Regions from separate parts of the Mus musculus genome. Here all the other regions are linked to region 3. A link is a contact called in public Hi-C and HiChIP or PLAC-seq data. All regions are on one chromosome and are shown on one strand. The core of a region is the stretch at or near the end of the contact, and the rest is flanking DNA. Distances in the headings are between cores, read along the strand shown. Region 1 holds the start of Abcc10 (ATP-binding cassette, sub-family C (CFTR/MRP), member 10). Region 2 holds the start of Tjap1 (tight junction associated protein 1). Region 3 holds the start of Hsp90ab1 (heat shock protein 90 alpha (cytosolic), class B member 1). Region 4 holds the start of Mrps18a (mitochondrial ribosomal protein S18A). Region 5 holds the start of Slc22a7 (solute carrier family 22 (organic anion transporter), member 7).

Region 1 (2,700 bases), core at 71-2,570, 750 kb before region 3:
ATCAGAAAACATGGCATGTGAAAGGAATAAGGACTTTCTTCTAGAAATATTTTTAAATAAATTTAAACAGATTGAATACACAGTAGGGAAACAAGACAGGTACATAATTTTAAATGTCTCAAATCTTTAATTTGGTTTCAAGGTCTTCAGTTTCTGAAGGCAAATATTTTGGGGGGAAAAAAACCCAAACTATTCCCACAACACTGAACACTCTCATGAAGTCAGTACCAATATACACCTTGCAAACATAAAGCTAAAATGAAACTAATCTCATCGCGCTGCTAAAATTGGTGGGTCAGGGTCCGAACCAACATCTATCTGGATAACCAAAAGTTTCCGTTCTTCCCATCACTCTGAAATATTTAGGAATGACTAAGCAAAGCACGTGACCTGAACACTTTTTTTTTAAAGTTTATATGTATGTGTGTGCAGGTGCTTACAGAGACCAAGAAGGCCTTGGATCCCTGGAGCTGGAGCCTTCTTACACGGGTGCTGGAAATCAAATCCAGGTCCTGTGCAAGAGCAGGAAGCACTCTTCTTAATCTTTGAGCCACAGCTTTAGACATAAACATTTTAAGGCCTTGACATAAACATTTTAAATTATACAAATTTCACAATACTTGGGTTGGTATTATCATCTCAATCGAAAAAAAAAAAAGCCAAAAAAAAAAAAAACAAAAAACAAAAAACCAAGGCTCAAGTAAGTTGGATACTTTCAAGATCTTGTAGCCTTAGGATACAGGAATAGCCTTTTGTCCTCAAGCATTCCTCAGCGTGGCAGGCATGTTTGGATTTCCAGCTCTTTAAACGCTGTGCATTTGTCAACTAGTATGCAATAGGTAAGCGAGAGCGAGCGCTCCACGTGCCAGGGTCTTAATGAATTTGCACAAGGACAGGACTGGGTGGGTCACTGCGCAAGCCAAAAGACAGAAACGTGCGCAAACACCATCGCGCTCCCGGGACAGCTCCCCGAGGCAGAGCTGTACGCACGCGCAGAGGCTGGCACGCGTTAGAGCATCCTTACCCCCATGGGCGAAAATAACCAAAAACTGCGAACAGCACCCGTTAACAGGTCTTCCTGCCTCTAGAGGGCCCTAGCATCGTGGCGCAGCACCCTGACCTGGCAGCGCGTCCTTTCTCACCCACAAACACTTGAGATATTAAAACAGCTCAAAGGCGCTTAGGTTTCCAAGTGCGGGAGACAGGAGGGTGAACGTAAGTACCAGGATCTAGAAACTGGCCTGCCCCGGGGACAGCGACTTCCTCTCCAGCCCCGGAAGTACCTCAAGAATGGGCGGGCTCTAGCTCGAAGCGGAAGCAAGGGGCGGTCCCGCCTAGGGGGCGGGGATTCAGCGGGGGACTCAGTCCCCGAGCCTTGTCACTCTTGGCTTCCGCCCGGGTGAGGTGTCTATGGAGGGGCTCCTGGCCCAGCTGTGTGGCACGGACGCGGCGCGGCCGCTCCCGCTGTGGGAAGGGGACACGACGGGCCACTGCTTCACCCAGCTGGTGCTCAGCGCCCTTCCCCACGCGCTCCTCGCCGTCCTCAGTGCCTGCCACTTGGGCACCCCAAGGTGAGACTGCAACGAGGCACCAACTCACATCGCTCCCAGATGTCCCTGGGATTGCGAGGTCTCTGTAGGGCAGAAGCAGAATAAAAGCTGACTGTTCGCACTCAGTTGAGCAAGCCACCTACCTTCTCGGAGTCTCCGCAGTTTTGAGCGGGTTCAATGACACAAGGCGTTTAAACACCGAGTGCGGCGCCTGTCATATCCTTAAAGTTGCCAATGCATCTCTCTTGCAGAGTTTTAAATGTCCTAGTGGAGCTGCCATGAATTGGAGGCAAACTTAGATAAACGTTTTAGCAAAAAAAAAAAAAAAAAAAAAAAAAAAGGATGCTTGTATAGGGCCAGTGGCACGCCACTTCCATCCAGCAAGCCCTGCTATCCCTAGGCTAAAAGCCCATGTAGACTCTGCTGGAGAGAAGCTGTAGGAAGAAGAGTAACGAAATCAAAATCTTAGAACTAACTTGGCTTTGTGTTGTGAGGTGTTGGTGCTACACTCGCCTTGATTTTATATTTAGTTCTTGGATGGCCAAGTTAAGTCCTTCTGTCCCTTTTGCAGAATGAAGCAAAAGCCTAGAAGAGGTTAGTACAGACACCCACAGCAAGCCTGCTCAGGTCAGGCATGTGAAGCCTTTAATCCCAACTCTTGGGAGACAGAGGCAGGTGGATGGATGCCTGTGAGTCCAAGGCCAGCCTGGTCTACAAAGTGAGTTCCAGGCCAGGCAGGGCTAATAAGAGAGCGCCTGTCAAAAAAAAAAAAAAAAAAAAAAAGGGGTGGTCTAGTCTAAGCTTTTCTAGAGGCAGAGGGATCTCAGCTTGGGCCACATGAGAGGGAACAAAAGGAACTAAAGTGTCTAGTTTATAGATAAACATTTTTTAGGACTGCAAAGAGCTTAACAGACTCAGTTGAGTTGTTTTGTGTTGTTGAAATAGGGTGTCATTCTGTATGCCCGGCCTAGAACTCAAGGAGATCTGCCTGCTCCTGCCTTCTAAGTACTGGGATTAAAGAAATATGGCTCCAGCCTCACCCTCTGCTTTTTTGATCAGTTGGTTGATTGATTTTGCCCAACTGTATGACTGTGCACCACTTGGGTGCAATGCCTGAGGAGGCCAGAGGGGAGGGCATCAGATCCCCTGG
Region 2 (2,700 bases), core at 122-2,621, 710 kb before region 3:
GAAAGATTTAATATGATGTCAGATAATAATGGTCTCCATGTGAGTAAACGTTAAATGAAGCAGTTGGGTGTGTGTGTGTGTGTGTGTGTGTGTGTGTGTGACTGGGATCCTGAATGACCACAGACGTGATCATTTGAACAAGGACACACCTGTTGGTGACTCCCTAGAAGGAGAACATTCCAGCCACAGGAAACAGAAAGCCGGAAGCCTCAACATGCTTAGCAGGCCCCAGGAAAACCTGCTGCCTAACCACTGTTGTGGGCTGTGCACCTGCTATGGGACATCCACACGTGCTCTTTGACTTGAAGAGACGTTAGGGCAAAGGGACGCAGCAAGTAAAACAACAACTCTGGAACCGGAGAGGTGCTCAGCCGTGAAGAGCATCTGCTGCCCTTGCAGAGGACCCAAGGTCAGCTCCCAGCACCTACATGGTGGTTCACAACTGCCTATAACTCCATTTCCCGGTGATGCCATACCCTTTTCTGACCTCTACAGGCTCCTGCATGCACATACAGAGACGTGGGCACATACACATAAAGTAAACTCATAAATAATTATGGTACAGGATATCTGTTATAAAGTTCGGTGTAACTAGTTAGAGCCGTCTAGTAAAAGGAGCTTCAAAGAGAAGGCTTTTTGGAAGCGTTGACAGTTTAAGAATGGCAACTGAAAACTGGGCCTACCGTCTAATACCCGTAATACCAGGTGCGTCTCGATGCTTGCCTGGGCTACATAATGAATTTGAAGTCAGCCTGGGCTGACTCTCCCCTCCCTCCAAAAACAGTATAAAATTGACCTCCTGAGTGGAGGAACTGGATTGCAGATCTCAAGGCTTGATTTTCTGATAACACAAGACAATTTAAGAACCTGAAGACTTTTGGGAGAGGTGGGAAGCACGGTTGAAAAGGGTGGTAGAGACTGGGTCGTGCGTTATCTTCCGTTGAGATGAAAAGCTGGCATTTTCCTTTGCCTTGTGTGGCACCCTGAAGTCAGAAGCCAGAGGCTCTCTGTGAGTTCAAGGTACAAAGTGAGTTCACATTCCAAGGCCAGCCAATGAGGCCTGATGGGTGGGAGTGGCAATGAGAGTCGGGGTACGTGGAGGGGTGTGTTGGTATTTTTCTTTGTATACGAAGCATCTTGTATTTTTTAAGCGTTGTTCTCTATTTTTTCCCACAGTACCAGCCTTTTCCCCTTTCTCACTGTTGAGTCCTACTTCCAACACCGACTTCCTTCTTCCCTTACCAGGTCTGCAAAGGAGGAGATTCCCACTTTCCCAGCATCACCAGGAGTCCTAACGCTTTACCCCGAGGCCCCGCCCCCAGGCCCGCCCCTCCGATGACGCACGGCGCCCGGTGCGTGGGGATTCCCGCGGTCCAGGCCCCTACCCGGCCTGCCCCGCGGCAAGATGGCTGCCTGAAGGAGAGGCCCCGGCAGAAAGTTTGTTGTGGGATTTTTGAGTAGTCGCGCTGGGTGGCGAGAGTTGAGGGGGTTTGCGGAACTCTAGCATGGAGTAGAGATGGAGGGAGGGAACAGCTCCGAGGTGGAGAACTAGGATGCCAGGATGGAGGAGGGTTGGAGGCGGAAAGAAAAAAAAATGCCGATGGGGGCGGAGGGGAGGGAGCCTGGAATTTGGTGGCAGCCCTAGGGGAGGAGATGGGGCGGGGGTGGGGGGTAGCCAGAAATAGGTGTGGTTCGGCTTCTGGAGGAGCAATCGCTCACGGATTGAAAAAGTTACTTCTCTCAGAGTAAGGAAGCCTGGAGCGCGAGGCAGAGGCCTGACTCCCCCAGGCCGGTGGGAGGGGAGATGGCTCTCGTAGTCGGGAAGGGGTAGGAGTGAGATGTGGAGCGTGCAGGGCGGGTCTCCCAAGGAGGGGACCGAAGCCAGTCGTGTGACCCTCTTCCAGGCTTAGATTAGCCTTACCCATAGCCCCTATAGCAACGTCTGCCCCCATTTCAGCTTGAAGACCCAAGGGCCCCAGGGACTGGAAGAAATCACATTGCCTGCTTGGAAAGAAGAGGTAGCAACTTGCCCCAGCCCAACCCCAGAGCGGGTAAGATGGTTTGCAGAGGCAGGGTTTTGAGCGATAATCTCCCTGGGAGAGGATCCATGGATTTGGTGAATCAGTTAATCCGAGAAGTTTGCTTGCTCTTCTACAGAGGTTTTTGTTTTTTGTTTTTTTGTTTTTTGTTTTGACTGTGATCTTTAGTTGGTGTTTGGTAAGACTGCTGGCTACCTTGTGGGAGCTGGTGTAGAGTTGAGTGTTGCTTGCCTTCAGCTGTATAAACAACTCTGGGCAAGTAGACGGTCCACTAAAAATAGTCTTCCTTTCTTAATTGTTTTGTTTATTGTTTTTTGAGATAGGGTCTCACAGGGTAGCTCTTCCTGGCCTGGAACTCTCTATGCAGAGTGAGCTGAAAGTATTCTGGCGGATTCTTGTCACAAAGCAGCTCCCTGTTTGTGTTACCATGTCTTCTTCCATTTTCCCCCTCAAGTTGTCAAATGTGCCATTCTGCCTGGAAGTAGTAGACCTGCGGTGGGTGGCAGACGATGGGGAGTCACAATCAACTTTCTGATGGGGTTCACCGACGTTTAGGTCATTTCTATGAGCAGCTCCCGAATTCACTCCTGGTGCATGTCTGCTTTGGCATTTTTTTTTCCTTTTTGGTAAGAAGATGTTATTGGTGTTCCTTGGTTGTGGC
Region 3 (2,700 bases), core at 85-2,584:
AGGCTAGATTGCCAGCTGAAGGACATGGCAGGCCACCTTTAGAACAGAGGCACTGGCACAACTTGGTTTTCTGGCTCCTGGAACTGGGCCAACCTGTGACCAGCACCTTCATGCGGATGCCTAGAACTCCAGCTTCTCTGAAAAGACTGGGACCTGCTCCTCTCTAGGTCCAAAGAGCTGCATGCAGTAGGGAAGAGGCTAGAGAAGCGAAACCAGCTTGAGAAACAGCTTGTGCTCACATAGGGAGGGCGCACGTACCCGCGCGCTGTGTACGTGGGAGACCGGGGAGGCTGAGGGGTGGGGAGTGTTCTACCCAGTAGCGCAAGCTGCTAGCTCGGTTCTCTGTTCACTAGAAGGTGTCCGCAGTCACTCACCCCCACAGCCCCCGTGCCCTGTGACCGATCCAGGTCAGCTATCCCTCCCTCTGCGCTCCACTCCCCCACTGTTATGTGGGCCTCTTAGGGCCACGCGTGGAGGGTCGTTCAACCCTGGCCCACGGTAGGCAGACTTGGGGAAAATTTCTTCCCAGGGTAAGATCAAGGTAGGGGAAAAAAAAAAAAAAAAAAAGCCACCCAGCCAAGCGGCGACGAAGACACTGCCCCCGCCGCAGCAGGGGAGGTGGAGCCTAGGGGGGAGGGGTGGAGACCGCCGAGACAGGCCTAGAAACTGCTGGAAGAAATCGCAGCACCACCGCTGCTGATCCTTCCGCCGCAGGCCGCCAAAGAGTCCCTACCAGCCCAGGCCCGTGCCCCTCCCCTCGGGGAAAGCGGCTCCCAGCCTGAAGCTGTGCTGTACCCGGGAGGGTGGGGATGGGGGAATCGGGGGCCTCCTTAAAGTTGGACAAGGAATTTATCATCCTTTTCTCTTGATGTGCGATTTGTAGGGAACATTCTAGTAAGATCGGGTCTGGAAATGGCAGCCGAGTTGGCCACCTCCATTCTCTTTCAGTCCCCTGAGTTCTGGACTCTTGGGGGGTGGGGGGGTGGAAGCGCCTACCTTGAGTTTTCTGAGGCAGTCCGTAGGGTATTCGCCCGCAGATACATCCCTAATTGCATATGCATGCTCCCTGCTCATCTTGAGGGGGGACATGTCCTACTCCTGCAGAAATGGGGGATGTGCAAAACGATATTGAATTGGCCTTGACTCAGGAACCAGGCCCGGGGTCCCGCTCCTCCCCGCCCCCTCCACGATCTGCTACCATGACGTCAAGGTGGGCGGGCGGCGGCAGGTGCGTGGCCCGCAGCCACTCCTTTAAGGCGGAGGGATCCAAGGGCGGGGCCCGGGCTGTGCTTCGCCTTATATAGGGCGGTCGGGGGCGTTCGGGAGCTCTCTTGAGTCACCCCCGCGCAGCCTAGGCTTGCCGTGCGAGTCGGACTTGGTCCGGGCCCACCACCCTGCTCTGTACTACTACTCGGCTTTCCCGTCAAGGTAAGGCCGGGGTCTCTCGTCCCCGGCGGCTCTCCGGGGGCTTCTTCCCGGGGTCCCAGCCTCCATCTCATCTGTCCCAAAGCCTCCTTCCCCGGCGGGGCAGCCTGTGGAGATAACGTGTCTAGAGGTTAGAGGTTCGGGCTGTACCCCGGCGGGCTTGCACGCGAGGCTCCCCGGGGCGGGTGGATTCCCCGGAGCGTGGGGTGGGGGTGCGGCCCGGCCAGGTGGTGGGCGGCCGCACGTGGTAGTCGCCGACCCGGGACGCTGCCATGTTTGCCCTCCACTTCCGGGCGCGGCTGCAGGGTCCGCGCGGTGGCGGGCTGCTCTGCGTGACTCAGCAAGGCCTGGGGAGGTTGGCCTGGCTGCCTCCCCCGGACGCCGCCGGTACCAACGTGCTTGATTTTGGGGAGGGGTGCACAGCAGGGACGCCGGAACCCACCGCGCTTTCCCTTTCCAGATCTTTCTGCCCTCCCAGTGGAGGGCGGGGGAGGAGAGACAGAGCAGGCACGAGAAGATTCCTAGGTCCCTCCCTTTCTCCTCCCCTCCCCGGAGCTCAGATTGTTCTGGAAGCCTGGGCGCCCCGCCCCAGTGCCCGGATGCTGGGGCGGTGGGAGGGTTTCAATGGCGCCCCCTCCCCGTGTGGCTCCTGCCGACGCATGTCCGGCAGTGACGAGGGTCGTTGGACGGCTGGGCCACCATTTTACTTGGGTTCCGGCCTATGCAAGTCTGCACAGTGAGTGGTCACGGTGGAGCTCTTGATTTCTTTGTCCTGATTTAATTGCCCCGTGAGCGCCTCCCAGACTACAGCTTCAAGGTTCTCTTGCCCTGCTGGGTGGAATAAAATAAAAATTAAAAAAGACTGCTTTTTCTGTTAAAGTTGTTCCTCACCCCAATGAGGAGATTGTAGTTAAGGGGTGTGAGTACCAGGGGTTGCTTGAGGTTCTTTTTTATGTATTGTTAACTTAGTCTGGATTTTTACCATATTGCCAGGTGTTCTGTTCAGAGTCAGTGAGCTATGCACTGAACATGCCAATGTTCAAGAGTTTGACTTTTGGGCATCTGTTCTGGAAAACCCATCTTTTAGGTTTTTTTCTGTCATTTTTGTCTTGGCCATTGTAGCTTAAATGTCCTTTTTTAAAGAAAATGGCTGCTCTTGTCTCTTTGGGTTGGATACTTTCCCAGACTAAAGAAGTTTGAGCTGGATATTAAAATGTGTGTCTATAATGGTCCTTAGTAGTAATTCTTTCATTCTTAGATGCCTGAGGAAGTGCA
Region 4 (2,743 bases), core at 175-2,674, 540 kb before region 3:
TTATTGGCCACTCTTTCTTCTTTTTTCCTTCTTCTTCTTCCTCCTCATCCTTCTTCCTTCTTTCTCCTTCTCCTTCTTCTATCTTCAAGACAGGTTATCTCTATGTAGCCCTAACTGTCCTAGAACTCTCCTAGAACTCGCTCTGTAGGCCAGGCTGGCCTTGAACTTAATCTGCCTGCCTCTGTCTCCTGGGATTAAAGGGGTGCTACCACTGCCCAGTTTATCTATCTGCCATTCTTTTTTTTTTTTTTTTTTTTTTTTGGTTTTTCGAGACAAGGTTTCTCTGTATAGCCCTGGTTGTCAACTCACTCTGTAGACCAGGCTGGCCTCAAACTCAGAAATCTGCCTGCCTCTGCCTCCCGAGTGCTGGGATTAAAGTTGTGAGCCACCACGCCCAACTTATTTCTCAGTTTTAACTAATATTCCCTGGTTGGCCAATTTTAAAGACAAGTCCCTTCCCGCATCATTTCTTTATCTACATCACTTATCCTTTCCTGCTTCTCACAGAATACAGAAAAGACTATATCCAGAAAGACCTTTTCACTCTGCCAAACTCCATCCTTTTACGAGCCTGTTCAAGAGCATCCTCTTTATGAAAATTTCAAACTGACTTTGCTATTTCTGGTTACAGAATCTTACTGTACTTTTTCATGCAAACGGATAACTTCCGTTTATTGGTGGGGATGTATACATAGCTCGTTAGAACCCAAGGAAGCCGTGCTTTTTCCCTTTACAGTCCTTTTACAGCTAGACTCACAGCGTTTGACCTTCAGTAAGGTCTCAGATGATGCTAGAATCTGGTTACCTTTCCAGATTTAATATTAATGAAATGCAGACCTAACATTTAGCAAGTCTTAGTTGTTCAACTGCCATTGCACTTTGGCTGCTATCTTACAAGTCCGTAGCTTAGGCAGAGAAAGTGACCATTTAATCACACATTTTTCAGAGAAGAATTGATAAGGTGGGCTTGGCGGCATGCTTTAACCAAGGAGGAGGCGATTTGGAAAATGATGGGAGAATTAACACTCAGCCTTTATAGCTTTTCTGAACTCTGAGACATTCTTCTCTTTGATCTTTAAACGACCAGGTCTTTCTCTCAGTTCTCCTTGACTTTCGGAAGACACTGAGAACCGGGAGGTGAAGCCACCCCGCCAGCGTCTGTAAAGCCTTTAAGCGGCCCGCGGGGGATCGCACCTCCCGGGTCTCAGAGTCGCTGAGAGGGAGGGGCACATCGCGGCTGGCTGAAGTGTCACGACGCTCTCCTCAAGTCCCGGGGGTCGCTGGGTCCTGGGACTCACCTTCTCTCAACCCGCGAGCTGGAAGCCATAACCAGCCAGTGGCAGCGGGGCCTGCCAGGAACGCTTGGAGCTGCCGCCCGCAGCCTGACACCAGAGCCCTGAGGGCCGCCATCTTGGAACGCACCTGACCGCGTGTGCACTTCCGCTTCCGGAGCAGGGGTGTGCGCAGCCGCTGTGCGGCGGGAGGGTTTCTCGTGGTCACCGATCCCTTCTGTTTCTGTCACCTCCTCTGTCTGTAAATTACACGCCACCCGGTTTCCTTAGTTTTTCTTCCTGCTGGGCAGCTTTTGTGACTGAGGCTAGACCTGTCAGGACAGATTGGGATGGTAAGGACTCTGGCCCTCAGCATCAGAGGTGGAATACAGTTGACCACCCCTCCCACCTGCCGATCTTTGTTGCTAATACACACTTTCTTTTCTTTTCTAAAAGATTTATTTATTTAGTTAGTTAGCTAGTTATTTAATGTATATGAGTACACTGTAGCTGTACAGATGGTTGTGAGCCATCATTGCTTGCTCTCCTGCCCAAAGATATTATTATATCTAATTACACTGTAGCTGTCTTCAGACACCCCAGAAGAGGGCGTCAGATCTCATTACAGATGGTTGTGAGCCACCATGTGGTTGCTGGGATTTGAACTCAGGACCTTCGGAAGAGTGGTTGGTGCTCTTAACCGCTGAGCCATCTCTCCAGCCCCTTATACACACTTTCAATCTTTGTGTTTATATACACTTCCCTGATTTCTTGCAGGGTTTGGAATTATAGAATGCTTTGGTCAGGAGACAGGATTCCTACAAATGACTTTGGTCAGTCCGCCAGTGCAGAGAGGAATGCGAAGCTGGGCCACCCTAGTCACCCTTGTGGCTGCATCCTGGGAAGCCCAGGGCATCCCTAGTTCTTTATGAATGGAAACAACACCGCTCCCCCCTCCCCCCCTATAAAGAGTCACTGCCAGCGTTTCCCACATTGGCACCTCTTTTGTCCTTCACTGTTTTGGAATGAACAGACCTCTCTGCGGAGAAAAGGCTTTAGCCTCTTTTTCGGTCTTCTGTCTCCCTACACTGCCTAAGAGATCTAACATTTGGTGTCAAAGCCCGGGTTGCTGCACCACCATTATGCTAGGTTATTTAAAGGCAGCTGTAGAGAGACAGAAAGAGAGGCTCAGTTTGTCCTTAGCAGGGACAATGCTTATTCTCAGCAAGGGAAGATGGGCAACAGCCCCTTACAGGAGTAGAAATGACTTCGTAGTCTGAAAGGGAAGCTGAGAGATGTGGCCTTTCAGCTGGAAACAATCAGTTAGCCCATGCATCATAAAAGGGAGCTCACTCAGTTGGGGGTGATGTAGTGGATTCTGACCCATTAAGTTCTTCCCATGGATGTACACCTTGTGTGAGCATCCATGGGCGGTCATGCCTGATCTCTCCCCCTACAGAGACCCTGACGAG
Region 5 (2,700 bases), core at 44-2,543, 870 kb before region 3:
CTGGGCATCAAATACGACCCAAGCATTGGGATCTACGGCCTGGACTTCTATGAGGTACTGGGTAGGCCAGGGTTCAGCATCGCAGACAAGAAGCGCAGAACAGGCTGCATTGGGGCCAAACACAGAATCAGCAAGGAGGAGGCCACGCGCTGGTTCCAGCAGAAGTACGATGGGATCATCCTTCCTGGAAAATCAACTTTTTCCAAAAAGCCAATAAAATTTTCTCAGAAATGCAAAAAAAAAAAAAGTTATTTTGTTGTTCTATAATTTATGCAACTGTTACATAATTTTCAACTCAAATTATACAACTCAGCATGACGGCACCGGCACCACAATCAGTTGTAGAGCGAACCTTCTGGTCATCCACAGAGACGCCCCTCCCCACCAATCACCATGCACTCATTTGCTGGCACTTAGCCCCGCAGAAGCCTCGGGCCTTCCCTAACCTTCCAGGTTCTTCTTTGCAACCCTGGGAAACGTCATCCAGGATGCTCTTAAAGAGGCAGACTGGACTGCAGATGAAAATTCCTGGGCTGGAGAGATGGCTCAGCGGTTAAGAGCACCGACTGCTCTTCCGAAGGCCCTGAGTTCCATTCCCAGCAACCACATGGTGGCTCACAACCATCCATAACAAGATCTGGTGCCCTCTTCTGGAGTGTCTGAAAGATAGCTACAGTGTATTTACATATAATAAATAAATAAATCTTTTTAAAAAAAAAAAAAAGAAAGAAAGAAAGAAAAAAGAAAATTCCTGAGACCCCCACACAGGGCCAGCACAGTCTCAGAGGTCACCTCAGAGGTCACTTAGGTTAGGGCGTCCATTCCAGACATGGCCAAGGGCTATGGGGAAAGTTTGGGGTTTATCAGAGGCTCCCTTACCCAAGGGGAGTCCAGCCCTCATCCTGAGTCCTGGGCTGTGAGTCAAACTGTGCTGTGCTTGCAAATAGACAAGGCTGGCTGACCTAAAGTTTCACAGGACAAAGGCTACCCAGGACAGCAGGCACTATACCCAGGGGACCTGTTTACCTTACATAGCCCTGAAGGTCTAATCAGTAGCTCAGGCCTCACTCAATCCACACCTGGCTGCCCTCCTATGCCAGCCCTTGGCTCTGCTACCTGTTCTCTGAGCTCCAATGTGTAAAGGCCAGAGTACACCAGGACCTCTGAGGAATGGTGGCCTTTCCCCTTAGGTAGGATCCATTGATGTGTAGATGATGTGGGAGGGCCCAGGTCTGGGCCAGCCTCTGGGGGGCTGGATTCTGGCTACAGACTCTGCACTCATCAGTACAACTATTCCCACCTCCAGAGTCCAAGGGCACATGTAGCAAGCAGGTTGACCGATCCTAGGTACTATAGAGGCACACCTGGTGGGTGGAGGGCATGGGCTTCGAAGAGCTGCTGCACAAGGTGGGTGGCTTTGGGCCTTTCCAACTGCGGAATCTGGTGCTGCTGGCCCTGCCCCGATTCCTGCTCCCGATGCATTTTCTCCTGCCCATCTTCATGGCTGCTGTGCCTGCCCATCATTGTGCCCTGCCTGATGCCCCAGCCAACCTCAGTCACCAGGACTTGTGGCTGAAAACCCATCTACCCCGGGAGACTGACGGCAGCTTTAGTTCCTGCCTCCGCTTTGCCTATCCCCAGGCTCTTCCCAATGTCACCTTGGGAACAGAGGTGTACAACTCTGGGGAGCCTGAGGGTGAGCCCCTCACAGTGCCCTGCTCCCAGGGCTGGGAGTACGACCGCTCAGAATTCTCTTCCACCATTGCAACTGAGGTACCCAAGCCCAGAGGGTGCGGGATATGTGAGTGGGTTGAGCCAGCCATTACCTTGGGGGCAGGGGACCGGAGAGAACCTTCTTGCACTCTAAGGACTTTCATTCCCGTGTGGAGACCAGCCTGTAGCTTTAAAGCTGGGTTCAGTTCGTTTACTATAATTTACCCAAGGGCTAAGGCAGCTCCAGGGAGTTGGAACAGAGGCTGAAAAGGACATCTCTGTAGTAAAAGATAGAGAAACTGTGGAAGCCTCCATCCTTTTCTCCCCTCTGCCTCATTCCTGTCCCAGGTCTGAGATTTACCTGAGTCATCCCGAGAGGAAGGGTGGGTGGAGTCTCCCTGCGGAGAGACAACAGGATTCCTTGGTGGCCGTGATGGACCTCTGTGGGAAAGCACTGAGCTCTAGGACTAGGGAGAGGCAAAGTCTTCCCTTTCTAGTGCTGAGGTTGATAGCTAGGGATGGGGGAATCTTCTGAAACGGTCAGGGCTGCCTGGGAGTCTGGAGAGGAGGGACATCGTGGCTGGAGAGGGGCTCTTACAGATCCGACAACTTACCCGCCTGTCTCTGCAGTGGGATCTGGTGTGTCAGCAGAGAGGCCTGAACAAAGTTACATCCACGTGCTTCTTCATCGGCGTGCTGCTGGGGGCTGTGGTGTACGGATACTTGTCTGACAGGTGAAATAAGGGACCGGTGTTGGGGACAGGCCTCATCACCTGTATCTGGGCATCCCTGTGGGGACCTGACCTCGCATGGCCCTTGGCAGGTTTGGCCGGCGCCGGCTTCTGCTGGTGGCCTACGTGAGCACCCTGGCGCTGGGCCTGATGTCTGCAGCCTCGGTCAACTACATCATGTTTGTCACCACCCGCATGCTCACCGGCTCAGCCCTGGCTGGTTTTACCATCATTGTACTTCCGTTGGGTGAGGCGA

Evidence for each region. A called contact is a pair of places that touch in the nucleus more often than the background predicts. HiChIP or PLAC-seq counts read pairs in DNA pulled down with a chosen protein or histone mark.
Region 1: a contact with region 3 is called in an H3K4me3 HiChIP or PLAC-seq map of forebrain, with 4 times the contacts expected there. The contact joins the promoter of Abcc10 here to the promoter of Hsp90ab1 in region 3. A contact is called at or near these places in 10 of 39 promoter capture datasets (the HPC-7 cell line, cranial neural crest, fetal liver and 6 more) and 6 of 115 datasets of contacts at active chromatin or transcription factors (bone marrow-derived macrophages, fetal liver, forebrain and 3 more).
Region 2: a Hi-C map of natural killer cells shows a contact between it and region 3, with 8 times the contacts expected there. The contact joins the promoter of Tjap1 here to the promoter of Hsp90ab1 in region 3. A contact is called at or near these places in 6 of 39 promoter capture datasets (embryonic stem cells, erythroid cells, frontonasal cranial neural crest and 2 more), 2 of 484 Hi-C or Micro-C datasets (B cells and natural killer cells) and 3 of 115 datasets of contacts at active chromatin or transcription factors (large pre-B cells, microglia and pancreatic cancer cells).
Region 4: a contact with region 3 is called in an H3K4me3 HiChIP or PLAC-seq map of embryonic limb bud, with 4 times the contacts expected there. The contact joins the promoter of Mrps18a here to the promoter of Hsp90ab1 in region 3. A contact is called at or near these places in 13 of 39 promoter capture datasets (the 3T3-L1 cell line, the C10 cell line, the HPC-7 cell line and 8 more), 1 of 484 Hi-C or Micro-C datasets (brown adipocytes), 15 of 115 datasets of contacts at active chromatin or transcription factors (the SCID.adh cell line, acute myeloid leukemia, astrocytes and 12 more) and 1 of 9 other capture datasets (adipose tissue).
Region 5: an H3K4me3 HiChIP or PLAC-seq map of stem cell-derived neural progenitor cells shows a contact between it and region 3, with 2.1 times the contacts expected there. The contact joins the promoter of Slc22a7 here to the promoter of Hsp90ab1 in region 3. A contact is called at or near these places in 2 of 115 datasets of contacts at active chromatin or transcription factors (bone marrow-derived macrophages and stem cell-derived neural progenitor cells).

The regions. Positions count from the first base shown.
Region 1 is chr17:46,326,643-46,329,342 of GRCm38.p6, reverse strand. Abcc10 (ATP-binding cassette, sub-family C (CFTR/MRP), member 10) reads left to right here and starts at 1,320. Exons shown (of 21, transcript NM_170680.2): 1 at 1,320-1,571. The coding sequence starts at 1,411.
Region 2 is chr17:46,281,697-46,284,396 of GRCm38.p6, reverse strand. Tjap1 (tight junction associated protein 1) reads left to right here and starts at 1,371. Exons shown (of 10, transcript NM_001252474.1): 1 at 1,371-1,437; 2 at 1,958-2,051.
Region 3 is chr17:45,571,895-45,574,594 of GRCm38.p6, reverse strand. It overlaps Hsp90ab1 (heat shock protein 90 alpha (cytosolic), class B member 1), which reads left to right and starts at 1,334. Exons shown (of 11, transcript NM_008302.3): 1 at 1,334-1,428; 2 at 2,684-2,700. The coding sequence starts at 2,684. Gm35399 (a long non-coding RNA gene) reads right to left here and starts at 1,280. Exons shown (of 2, transcript XR_385595.1): 1 at 1,199-1,280; 2 at 1-1,098.
Region 4 is chr17:46,109,685-46,112,427 of GRCm38.p6, reverse strand. Mrps18a (mitochondrial ribosomal protein S18A) reads right to left here and starts at 1,424. Exons shown (of 6, transcript NM_026768.3): 1 at 1,299-1,424. The coding sequence starts at 1,410.
Region 5 is chr17:46,437,070-46,439,769 of GRCm38.p6, reverse strand. Slc22a7 (solute carrier family 22 (organic anion transporter), member 7) reads left to right here and starts at 1,293. Exons shown (of 10, transcript NM_144856.2): 1 at 1,293-1,773; 2 at 2,344-2,447; 3 at 2,537-2,691. The coding sequence starts at 1,381. Gm36541 (a long non-coding RNA gene) reads right to left here. Exons shown (of 3, transcript XR_385613.3): 1 at 2,328-2,700; 2 at 2,075-2,111; 3 at 1,690-1,991. It also overlaps the pseudogene Gm5093.